Linked DNA regions of Mus musculus: region 1 is linked to region 2. A link is a contact called in public Hi-C data. All regions are on one chromosome and are shown on one strand. The core of a region is the stretch at or near the end of the contact, and the rest is flanking DNA. Distances in the headings are between cores, read along the strand shown. Region 1 overlaps Gm46353. Region 2 has its middle 12 kb from the start of Gm40434.

Region 1 (5,978 bases), core at 1,281-3,780, 110 kb before region 2:
GGAAATAGATGCTAAAATCAATCCATTTCACAGATTAGAAACCCAAGACCAGAGAGTAGTTAGCCAAATAGCAGCATTAGGAGCAAGTTCCAGCCTCTGGAGTCAGGGCAACTTTGTTCTTACTCTTTTTCTCTTAAAATGTAAGACATCTAGGTTTTTTTAGTTCTCTTTCTTTCTTTCTTTCTTTCTTTCTTTCTTATTTATTTAGTGACAGGGCCTTAAGCTATAGCCTCAAGCTTACAATCTTCCCTTCTGTATCTCAGAGTCTTGGAACTATAGGCTTGAGCCAATAAGTTCGATTTCCTTTTTCATCTTAATTCAGATGCATTGCTGCCATTCCTGGTTTGAATAAATTAAATAGCAGAAAGAGTCATCAGAGATCAACAGTAGACTCAATAGCAAGTAGACACATGGAAAAGAGACACTAACCTGTACTTCCATTTGGATGAGCAAAGGCATCCATATTTTATATTCAGGGAAGATTAGAATCCATACATACACAGGTACTTTATTCTTACTCCTCCTCACCCTTGTTTTTTATTTCATGTGCCTCGAAACATATTCCATATTCAGTATTCTCACACAAAGATTTACCGAATTCTGCTGGACATGGTGGCACCTGCCTGACACCCCAACACTAGTGAGGCCAGTGCAGGGAGATTCAGAGGTTCAAGGCCAGTCCATGTAGTGAGACCATGATGATTAAAAAAAAAAATTAGTAGGGGGAGTTGAAGTTGGAAACTTAAGGGTTCTTTGGAAAGTCATTTGGATGGTGCTTTGCTGGGGCAAACACATGAAGAAACTGTTAGCTGAAGCAGACACAGGAGAGAGGATGCTCTGCTAAAGCAAGCACGTGAAAGGACACACGATGAAGGATTCTTCGCTAATGACACACATGTATTGGTCCATCTTACATTGCATAGTTGAGCTGCATATGTTGGGATTCCATAGAGAGAAAGGCACCAAGAATCTTCTGGTGGCGTGCTGCAGTTTCTTGCTGCTTCCTCGGACTCAAATTCACTGTCTGGATCTTTCAGAATCTAACCATCATCTAGTAAAGGGTATTTCAACCGGGACTAAATTTGTTTGTTGGCTTGTTTTGTTGTTATTTATAAGGGAATTGTCAGGGAATATTTGTACTTTAGATTTTTAATTCATCTGTGCAAAGGATGGTACAAGAGGCTGCACAGCCTCTCTCCAGGAGAATTCTGGATACTAGGTACTGGATCTTGCTACCTTCCTATCTGACCAGATCTTCACATAGCATATAGCTTTGCTGTGTGGTCTGACAGTGCCTTAGGGTTTTCATTGCTATGAAGAGGCACCATGGCAGTTCTTATAAAGGAAAGCATTTAATTGGGGCTGGTTTACAGTCTTAAAGGCTTAGTCCATCATCATCATCATGGGAAGCATACTAGCACACAGGCAGACATGGTGCTGGAGAGGACGCTGAGAGTCTGACATCTGGATCCACAGGCAGTAGAGAGAGTGACACTAGGCTTGGCTTGAGTACCTGAAACCTTAAACCCAGGGACACTTCTTCCAACAAGGCTGCACCTCCTAATCTTTCTAAGTAGTGCCACTCCCTGATGGCTAAGCATTCAAATCTATGACATATGTAGGCTGGGTTTTTTGTTGTTGTTGTTGTTTTGGTTTTTTGAGACAGGGTTTCTCTGTGTAGCCCTGGCTGTTCTGGAACTGACTCTGTAGACCAGGCTGGCCTTGAACTCAGAAATTCGCCTGCCTCTGCCTCCCAAGTGCTGGGATTAAAGGTGTGAGCCACCACTGCCCAGCTGGAGGCTGTTCTTATTCAAACCACCATTGACCGGGAAGTCAGAAGATAACAAATCTACTGAATGAATGTACAAACCAATTAAAATGTTTTAAACTGTGGTGAGAGGGAGTATGAAATCTGATTTCCTTGGGTTGACATGTTCATGACAGAGAAGGAGAAAATCATGTGACCTTTTCCTGCCGGGGCCTCGGAGATGGTCACCATGTAAGGCATTTTCTGTATTTATCAGCACCAGCTAGCACTCCAGCCCCTCGTGCCTGTGGAGGCCAGAAGAGGACATCAAATTCTCTGGAACGGGAGTTACAGATGGTTGTGAGCTGCCACGTAGGTGCTGGGAATTGAACCTCTAATCTTAACCATTGAGCTGTCTCTCCATGCTGTTTCAGATAAACAAGTAGAACTCAGCCTTACAAAAGCCACCTTCCCTCTAAATGCATCTCGGGGTGTGTGTTCTAGGCTCAGCATAAGCTAAAGCGACTTCTCCACCCAAGCCTTTTGAGATTTCAGCTGTTCCTCTGCTTCATGCATTTCACAGATTCCCACATAGGCTGGAGGGCTTAATTAGTGCTAAGTCATATAGTGGTGGAGAAACACTGCTGGCTGCAGACATAGCAGGAGAAAATTAAAGCTGTCAGCTGTGACAAGCTTTGCAGATTAGCCCTGAACTCACCATGATGTAAGTTCTGGCCTTGCCCTTTATTTCCAAGGACGGCACAAACTCAACCACATTATTAACTTGTCCACATGTGGTATGACTTTACTGTGTCCTTTCACAGCACATATTGGCAGTGGATGCCCGGCCTTGTTAAAACTCCTGCTTCCATGCTAGAAACTGAATCTCCTATTGAGTCAGACCCAGGTTACTCTATCAACAAAATGTGCCCAGCGGTCTACCCAAGCTTGGCTCTAAACTAGGCCCCATGGGAGAAATAAAGGAAACATGAAGTTGAACGCAAGCAAACTGGAACACAAAGAGTAGACAGGCTAGCTGGCAGGCTGAGGGAGCAGACCGTGGAGAAAACAGTAGGCCTGGATTCGTGGGGTGCTGGCATAAACAGATCAAAGGTCCTGATTGGTGTGGTATGCTGCAGAGTCCAGGCTGGATTCCTGCCTCCTCCAGCCTCCAGGACTTGAAGTTCCAGGAGTGTGGGCAGGTCACATAATTCCTGATCCTTGTCCCCTCCCCCACTAAGTCAAACAGCACAGAGATTCCCAGGCTTAAAAGAGCAAAAGGAGAGAGATTGCTCTGACAGAATTCTGTGAAGACAGTCTACACTGTGGGCTATATGGGACACACGGGATTTTAATGCGTGACATAAGACTGTTCTTAGAGCAGTGTGGCCCAGAGACGCTGAAAGACCCCCGATTTTCTGCTCGGTCTTCCAAGCCCATGGGCAGAGGCAGCTGACAATGGTGGAGCTGATGTTTAAGTCCTGATTCCTGAAGTGAAACTGTAAGCATGACCTTGTTTAGAAATTGAATCCTTAAGCTGGACAGTGGTGGCACACACCTTTGATCCCAGCACTTGGGAGGCAAAGGCAGGCAGATTTCTGAGTTCAAGGCCAGCCTGGTCTTGAAAGACCCCCCTGGTGGGCAGTCAATCAATCTGAGGAGACCCTCCCAAGGATCAGCGAGTCCACGATTCGGATGTAAACAGCAAGAGGCTTTATTGGGAACACGGGTACCCGGGCGACTCAGTCTATCGGAGGACTGGCGCGCCGAGTGTGGAGTTTTTACCCTTTTTATAGGGCTAGGGCTGGGGAGCAAAAAGCGCGGTTACAGAAGCGAGAAGCGAGCTGGTTGGTTAGTTCGAATAAGGTTTGGGGTACTTCCCGGTCATTTGGGGAAACTGAGGTGGGACTTTTTAGATCTAAACAATGTCTATTTTCAAGAAATGGGTAGGGGAGGGGTACAAGGAAAGAGTCTAATGAAGGTTCAGCAATGGGCACATATCTGGTCAGAACATTGGCAGACACACAGGTTCAAGGAGTGACCAGAGCACTGTGCACCTCTATTTTTCTAAATCAGTGAAGCTAGTTCTGCTAACACTGACGTCTATCGGGGCTTCTGTGTCTGTTGCTGGTTCCGCTTTATCTGAGAACCATCTGTTCTTGGCCCTGAGCCGGGGCCCAGGTGCTTGACCACCGATATCCTGTTCGGCCCCTGTCCCAGTGCTATTCAGCCTTGATCTTTAACTGTTAATCTATAACTGAACTTCCTTGTAACTTTTGAGAACCCAGCTCTGGTACTTTTTCATGCCTTGCAAAATGGCGTTACTGCAGCTAGCTTGCTAAGCCTTATGGTGGGGTCTTTCATTCCCCCCTCTTTCTGGAAACTGAATAAAATCTTTTATTCACGTGATTCCACTTCTTCTGGACCTATTGATTTGAGTTGGTGATACTGTTGGGTCAGAACCAGGGCCTGCACCACCGAAATTCTGTCTTTTACAAACTGGACCAAGCGGTTGAGAATACAGGGTCCGAAGAGTAGGATTAATAAGAGTATTATCAAGGGGCCCATAATGGTGGATATCAAGGTCGTGAACCATGGGGACCTGTTAAACAGTCCCTCAAACCACCCTTGTCCTGATTCGAACAATTTTTGTCTCTGGTTTAACCTTTCTCTTAGCTTTGCCATGCTATCTCTCACTACGCCAGTGTGGTCCGCGTAGAAACAGCATTCTTCTTTTAGGGCAGCACATAATCCTCCTTCTTTTAGGAACAGTAGATCTAATCCTCTCCGGTTCTGTAGGACCACCTCAGACAACGAGGTCAGAGACTTTTTTAGGGCACTGACTGATTTTTCTAAGGCCCCAAGGTCTGTATGTATGGCTGCCTGGAGCTGCTCGAATTGCTTGGTGGCCACTAGGGCTGTAGTCCCTGTTCCTACTCCTGCAGCTATGCCGCCCATAGTAAGTCCTCCCAACAGCAGGGCCAGAGTTAATGACACCGGCTCTCTTTTATATTTGGTTTTTCTCTCAAACTGGCCATAAACATAACCAGGGGAGTGGTAGGTCACCTTTGGCCAGAGCTCAACCAGGACACAGTAATCGGTGGTGAGGTTGAGTACAGTAGTAGATAGGCAGGGAGTGAGCCCGGTGTTGCAAGCCCAAATGGTCCCGGCGGGAGCAGCCAGATAGTAGGACCCGTCGCTTGTATTCTGGGTGGTATTACACAGGGCCTGATGGGTTTTGGGAACTGCTCCTACGCAGAGTCCCTGTCCGGTTACTTCGGACAGGGTCAGCTTGTGTTGGGAGGCCACGGAGCAGTTAGCTGGGGCAGAGGTATGGTTGGAGTAGGTACCTAGGACGGCAACCCCTTCGTAATAGGGGGGTCCCGATACCAGACACAACCAGCACTCTTGGGTTTTGTCAGGACTGGTGAGGTTGAGTGCTTGGTAGGCTCCATCTACCAGGTTCAGCAGTCTGTCTCCCGTCCCAGGTTGTATAGAGGCTGCGCCTGTAGGGGAAGGCTGAGGAGGCCTGGGGAGCATGATCTGCACGGGTCGGGAGGGGGGTAACTGGTCAGTGATCACGGGATTAGGCCCAATGGGGATGCGGGGCCCTATATTGAGGACCTGGCGGGTCAAAGAGAACCGGGTCACCGGGTCGGTTCCTGTGGATCGGTACAGTCTTAGTCCCCATACTTTGGGGCCATCCCAGCTGGCCTTTTTACCCGCGTCAGTGAATTCTAGGACTAGGGGATTGCATCGACCCCCCGGTGTGGCACCCTGGATGCCACTGGAGACCGCTGAGGAATCATAACAGGGGCCCTGATTCCGAGGGGTGTTTCCTCGCTTAAGGGAAATTAGGTCCCATGATGATGATGGCTTCCAGTATGCCTGTCCAGTGGTCTCACAGCCCCATTTGCCACAGTAGCCCTCTCTCGGGCCTCCACACCCTGTTGGTACAGTATGCCCGGGGCAAACATAGAAGTCAAATGTTCTTGCCCTTTTTCTTCCCCCGGGAGTGCGACACCCGAGTCCAGTCTCATCCCAGTCGTCCCCTATTAAATCGCACAAGTCAAAGTACAGTTTGGGAAAGGCATCGGTCATTGTCCCCAGGAGGGAGGTAGCATTAGCTGTTTGTCCTGTCATTAAGTTGGTAACTCTCCAAGTAACATTGAAGACCTGATGAGGGCTGTCATGTGGTACTGATACTCCTGCCCTTATTAAGATCCCCAGG
Region 2 (6,783 bases), core at 783-3,282:
TGTCTCCAACTAGCACCCGGCTCAGTTCCCCTCATCTCTGTGGACTCCCGGAGAAGACTCTGAGGCTCAGTTCAGGCATCTCCATGACACGTGTACAGCTTTGTGCTTAATCCATCTCACATGGAGATGAAAGGCGGTCCAAAGCCCGGTCCTTACCCAGCCACTCTGCTCTGAGCTCCTTATGATGAGTCAGGGGTCTGAAAGGAACTCTCCTCTCCAATTTCAGCCATGAAGCAGAAACTCAGGGTATGACGCACAGATAGATCAACCTCCCAGAGAAACAGACTGGTCATCCTTCATCTTTGCCCTTCCTGGCCGCTGCACAGGTAGTCTAAGAAGTCCACTGCTAACCCACCTCTCTCCCACCAGAAGTAGAAGATACTTTCTGCATTAACCAGGCAGGCCTTGAGATGTGCTTTGAGCAACAAAATGCTTTTAAGATGGAGCTTACAATGAAACAATGCTCTGGTACTTCTGGGTCCACACATTTAGTGCACTGGCAATACCTTCGACTCTCACCTGGAAGCCTGCACGTGGAAAGAAGTCCAACCATATGGAGGTCACCATGCTACGCAGAAACCCAAGCTAAAGGGAGAGAGGGAGGCCTAGGCAGTCGAATGGAGGCACCAGATAGCCAAGTAAAGAAGTCTTTTTTATTTTGTTTTGTTTTGTTGTTTTGTTTGTGAGTGTTGAGACCCCAACTGACACTCTATAAGCAGAACCATCCAGCTGCATCCAACTCAAACTGTAGAATTCTGGGAAGTGATATTAACTGGAGTTAAGCCACTTGGTTTTGACGGCGGCTAATTCTGTAGCGATGGCTGAATGAGCCGTCTCTGCAGCCGCCTTCACATGCCTGCCTGCCTTCTGCTCCATGTCCCCACCATGCCGGCTTGTAGGCCCCGGCTCCTCCATGCTACCTCTCTCCACTCCTCTTGTCCAGCTAGAATCTCCTTTCTCAGCTTTCCTTTCTGTCCACCCAACTTCATCTCCACTTCTGCTTTGCCTCTTGTCGCTCCCACAGCTTCCCACGACAACCTCAAGGATGCTGTGAACGTTTCTTCATGCAGCTGTCTCCCCAACACCAAACTGGGATGTGCTCTCTGGGTGTATTCTGCATCTTCTGCAACACCAAGACTCACTTCTGGTGGAAGTGTGAGCAAGACCCTCAACTTCCAGCCCAGGTTCTCAGAATCAGTTGGGGGTCACATTTGGTTGTCTAACAGAACCCTGCCCCTACTGGATTAATTAGCTAGCTGCTCAATCGTTTCTGTTTTGGGTTTTGTTTTGTTTTTTCCTGCCCCACTATCCTTCACATGTGTCTTTCTTCTTTGTGGTTACCTCAAGGCTACAACATGGTGTCTTTGTCGCTAGCCTCACACGCATGTCCCAGATAGGAAGAAGCCACAAATGCCAGGTTTCATATCTAGAAAGCACCGCTTTCCAGGACTCCTCAGAAGATTTCCACACTTTACAATAGCCAGAACCATATTACAAGGACATCCACAGCTAAGCAGAGTCCAGAGCAAACACCTAGGAGAGCCTCAAGTTTGACCTGGAAACACTCCGTACCTGCATCTGTCTGTCTGACTGTGGGGACCAAGGAGAAAATAGATGAATACTGACTATCAGTGTCTACCTCATTGTCCACCTCTAAAATAGGGTCAGAAACTCCCTTGACTAGCTGTTTGAACTTCAGAGAGACCGTGGGCAAACCTTCTTAGTAACAGAGGCATACATAGCAGCACACAGGGAAAGATATGATGTTCTTACAGTTTCGGAAGCAGCCTTTAGCCAGGAGTTTTCCTAGAGGAGCAGAAGACACACTGTAGAGACACACTTCTGCCTCTGTGTAATTCTTTCACAAATGAATTTACTTCTTGGTTAATAGATCTTTTCTTGATAATCTATTGACCCAACCGTTAATAAATCCAGCTGTCATGTGACACATGGAAAACAAGACTTGGAGAGGCACAAAGGACAGATTGGCAGTTTGGATGCTCTGTGGCTCCAGGGCTGCATATTTCTTCTCTGATTCATGGAAAAGTACACAGTACATAGACGTCAGCCATGGTTTTAAAAAATCTCAGACCGGAGAGTTTAAGAGTCAAGTCCGAAGGTCTTTGTTGCCATGGGCTAAAAAGCTCGCCTGGAAGGCAGCTAGTGGAAAAGCTTAGGAACGCCCTTTATAGCTGCAGCTTCCCCTACCACAGCTGCTTCTTAAAGGAAATGAGTGAAGACTTCTGTACGATTTTTTTTCCTTGCTAGGGAAGAGTGCAAGATGACTTTAAAAGTGAGCTCACTGGCTCACACTCCTAAAGTGTTCAAAGTAGAGTTTCACTTCTGATGGCTCCGATTGCTCAAATGAAGGATAGAAGGATAGCTGTACTCCTAGACATGTTGCTCTGTGGACAGGTCCCAGGAAGCCTCAGGATGAGAGCCCAGCAGAAAGAAGAGGCCCTGCCCCATATACTTCTTCTTCTTCTTCTTTTTAAAGTAAATTCATTAATTAAAAAAGAATAAAAAAGAAAAAAAAAAAAAGGCCTCCCAAACTAGTCCAAACTGAAGCACAAGCTTACCCAAGAATCAATTACCAATCACTGTGCAATTATGTTTTTCTTATTGGCCAGACAGGGCCACTGCCTACCTTATAGCCCAGGTAGGCTACATAAGCTGTAAGTAGGTGAAAGCTCGCCTGCTGAAATATAGTCAGGACGTTCCAGTGAGCGGGAGAGCCAGCTAAGACCAGCCCTGCAAAAGTGCCAGGACTGGTTAGATATAGACGCAACCGGAACTAGAAATACCACCGTAACACAGAGGCTGGGGAGATGGTTCAATTGTTAAAGATTTGTTGTACAAACAGAAGGACCTGCATTCCGATCTCCAACATTCATTTCAATGTCACGCCAGCTCGGAAAGGGCAGAGATGGCACTTCTTGGGAGACAGAAAGCCAGCCAGTCTAGCCAAATCAGTGTGAGCCAGGCTCGGTGAGAGAAACTGTTTCGAAAATAAGGTCTAGAGTGACTGAAGAGGAGCCTGACTTCTCCGCATGTATGTGCACATGTGTACACACACACCATACCATAAAAATACCAGTGACACCCTTTTTTAAATTATTTATTTTTATTTTAGGTGCATTAGTGTTTGAGGGCGTCACATTCCCTGGAACTGGAGTTGCAGACATTAATGAGCCGCCATGTGGTTGCTGGGAAATGAACTCAGGACTTCTGGAAGAGCAACCAGTGCTCTTAACTACTGAGCCATCTCTCCAGCCTGACACCCTTTTTTCAATGTCAATATTCAGCCCATGTTTCAGGTCCATTTCAAATGTCAGCACAGATGAATCTCCCTAGTAAGATCAATTTTTCCATCAATGATTTTTTTGTTTTTCTCCCACGATGTATGTCACATCTTCCTGTGTGTTATGGAGAGCCGTGCAGCCAGTTATTGATTTGTCCTCACTCAGCTTTGGAAAGGACTCCCCGCAGTCAGAGCTGGGCAACCTCACATTCAACACCAGCAGCCTGAGGATGAGGGCTGCTGGCTGCTGGCTCTGCCCTAATGTAACCAGACCTGGGAATGTAAGAATTGCAAGACAGAAGGGAAGAACTCACACAACTTCCCCCAGAAGCATCTTTTGGGGATATGCCTCAGAATGGTATAGTTGAGTCTTGAAGTAGAACGATTCCTAACCTTCTGAGAAACCACCAAATTGACTTCCAGAGTGGTTGTACCAGTTGGCGATCCCACAGCAATGGAGGAGTGATCCCCTTGCTACACAACCTCACCAGCATGTGCAGTCCTTTGAGGTTTTGATCTTAGCCATTCTGACTGGTGTGAGGTGGAACCTCAGGGTCGTTTTGATTTGCATTTCCCTGATGACTAAGGATGTTGTACATTTCTTTAGGTGCGTCTCGGTCATTCAGGATTCTTCTGTTGAGAATTTTGTTTAGCTCTGCACCCCGTTTTTTAAATTGGGTTATTTGGATTGTTGGTGTCTAGCTTCTTGAGTTCTTTATATATTTTGGATGTTAGCTCTCTGTGGGATGTAGGGTTAGTGAAGATCTTTTCCCAATCTATAGGCTGTCATTTTGTCCTGATGATGGTATCTTTTGACTTACAGAAGCTTTTCAGTTTTATGCGGTCCCATTTATTACTTTTCGACCTTAGCACCTGAGCCATTGATGTTCTCTCCTCAGGAAGTTGTGTCCTGTACTGGTGAGTTCAAGGTTATTCCTCACTTTCTGTTCTATTAGATTAAGTGTGTCTGGTTTCACAAACTGAAGAGAAGGGGGAGGGAGAATTGGGGGAAGACTTGTGTGAGGACTGGGAGGAGAGGAAGGGCTGGTATTGGGTTGTATAGGGAATAAATAAATAAATTTAATTAAAAAAAAAAAAGAAAACCACTTGCAGAGAGAAACTTGGATTTGAGAAAGCAAATGACTCTTCTTTCTCTTCCATCTCTCCCTCCTCTTTCTCTTCCTCCCCCTTCAGTCTGAGTGAACCCTTTCTTTAGTTTGTGAAACCTGAAATGAAGTTGATAATAGACTCAAACCCTAAGGTGGAGAAAGCTTACAAATTTCATATTCTGAAAGGGACAGGGGTAGGATGTGAGATGCCCACACCCCTTCGATGAACAAAACTGAAAATCCGAGATACCTTTGACACCTCCCCTGTGCTGGACGAGCCTCACTAACATGTCCAGAGCCTTCCTGCGTTGTTCATGCTTTTTACAAGTTGTCTATTTCCTCTTCCACCCACCCTGGCTCCATTCAAGGGCACTCCCGTTGTTGGGGGACAGAGAGGGAATCTACATACCGAGAACCTCTTTTCAGCCTTGCTTGCAAGCACCTGCAGGCTTCCCTTCAGTGTTTCCTGTTCAACTCAACAGGTTCTAATTATGTGAACTAATATTTGCTCACTATTAAACCATGTTTATTCTCGTAAAAGGCAAACATTCAAAGACAGGGGTTAAGCAAACCCCAGAAAAAAAAATCTCAGTGTTTATGCCAAGGCACGTCTGTTTCCCGCCACTCGGAGTTTCTCCTTGCCCCATCATTACAGATATTTGCCTTTCAGAGTGTTTGCCCAACTCTTCTCCTTCTGCAGGACAACCATTCTCTCTTTCACTTCCTGCCTCCCTGGTGGAGCAGAGCTCCACTGCCTTTCCCTCAGATGCCACATCTTGCTGTGCGGAAATGGCCGCTGCTGACTCCTTAGAGAAGACTGGCTGAGAGAGAGCCTTCCCGGAGCTGCAGGGGTGCTTCCCCTTGTGTGGTTTCTGAGTCATTTTTCTGAACCAGAAGATGAGAACTGTCTGAGCTTCTGAGGTGTGTTGTTTCTCAATTCTTGTCAAGCATATCACACAGTTCGTCCCACTGCCAAGTTTCTCCCTCACAATTCTGACATGTTTGTCCTCAAACATTTTCATTTCCCATAATGAAAAGAGCCCGGGGGAGGAAAAAACATCAGAACTCAAGCGCTGTAAAGATGGCAAAGCTAGAAGACGTCCTTAAATATGACAGAGACCCAGGGACTCTTAATCCTATGTTAAACCCCCCAAAACACACACACACACACACACACACACACACACACGCACCTGCTCACACTGTAGATCATCTTGGGAAAGTTAGCAAAAAAAAAAAAAAAAAAAAAAACAAAACCCCTCAGTCTCAATCGATCTGGAAGCAATGAAAGTGAGCCATGTTATCCACAAAACGGGCTGAAGGACGAACATATGTGGTCAGTCACCCTTCTAATACCACAGAGCCCCATACACATCACCCCAAATTTAAACCACACTAGAAATCTTAGAGCAGTAGATCTTCAACAAGGCAAGATACGCCCTTCCTCTTGTATGAACTGGTTCCGTGATGACAGAATGAAAGTGTGTGCTTTCGCTATACATCATCCAGATATAAATAACTGTCTCTGCTGACCTCACCCTCGACTTCCTCAAAACCCCAAGACTTCACTTCCCTCCCAAAATGTATGGGAAAATACACCCGGTCCTTTGAAACTTGGAGCACTGGCTGCTCCCGCATCACTTTCCCTCTGATACTGCTGAAGCAGGGTCCTGAAGAAAGCCCCGATGATCGGCCCTTAGGGAGAGGTCGCATTTCACTACAACATTCTGCATCATCTTTCTGCACAAAAGCACAAATCTGGGATTGCAACCCTTAAAATCAAAGGAAAATCTCTAATCTCAGCCTTTCTGCTGCTGTAAACAATTCACCCATAAACCATGCCCATGAAGAAAACCTTGTAATCACACACACACACACACACACACACACACACACACACACACACACACACAGCTGCCATGAGGAGCAAAAGCAGAGGATCCCATTGCTTCCAGAACAAGCGCCAGCAAATCCTTAAAATGTGAAACTACAAAGGCAAGCAGCAAGACTTGCCATTTCAGGCCCCTTGGATTACACTGCTGGAGCTCAGCCAACAAAACAATCTTCCAGAAAAGCAGCCCAGCCGGTTGCAATAGTCAGATCTGCAGCCTCAACCAAGCTCTTTGTCAAGAGAAGGGGGAACCTTGCCACGCCCCACCCTACCCAGACTCTAGTCCCACAACCTGTTAACCAAGGTTACAAGACATCAGTCTTCATTCACCACAAGCATATAGGGGAGAGGAGGGTGTGAGCGCAGGGCGGGGAAGGAGGGGCGAGCCGGGTGCGAGCACCACGCCCTGAGCAGCAGAGGTCCGGAGAATCTGCACACAGCCATGCGACTATGTACTGAGCACAAGCCTGCCCTGCCATGCG

What was found. A called contact is a pair of places that touch in the nucleus more often than the background predicts.
Region 1: a contact with region 2 is called in a Hi-C map of the AML12 cell line, with 1.8 times the contacts expected there. The contact joins two enhancer-like sites. A contact is called at or near these places in 11 of 39 promoter capture datasets (the 3T3-L1 cell line, the C10 cell line, the HPC-7 cell line and 9 more), 3 of 15 datasets of contacts at CTCF or cohesin (CD8 T cells, the NIH/3T3 cell line and large pre-B cells), 23 of 484 Hi-C or Micro-C datasets (the AML12 cell line, CD8 T cells, the N1E-115 cell line and 15 more), 14 of 115 datasets of contacts at active chromatin or transcription factors (the 230-238 cell line, CD8 T cells, the HPC-7 cell line and 10 more) and 1 of 9 other capture datasets (liver).

Annotation. Positions count from the first base shown.
Region 1 is chr12:69,553,238-69,559,215 of GRCm38.p6, reverse strand. It overlaps Gm46353, which reads right to left. Exons shown (of 2, transcript XM_017315325.2): 2 at 4,697-5,978. Among named protein-coding and RNA genes, the nearest start is that of Gm46353, 5.5 kb to the right of the region's middle. Within about 2 kb of position 2,530, at least 65 of the 459 cell types and tissues checked have an H3K27ac peak or open chromatin away from gene starts, as enhancers often do. A contact at or near this core is called in the AML12 cell line, where this site is marked.
Region 2 is chr12:69,446,565-69,453,347 of GRCm38.p6, reverse strand. No RefSeq gene overlaps it. Among named protein-coding and RNA genes, the nearest start is that of Gm40434, 12 kb to the left of the region's middle. Within about 2 kb of position 2,032, at least 88 of the 459 cell types and tissues checked have an H3K27ac peak or open chromatin away from gene starts, as enhancers often do. A contact at or near this core is called in the AML12 cell line, where this site is marked.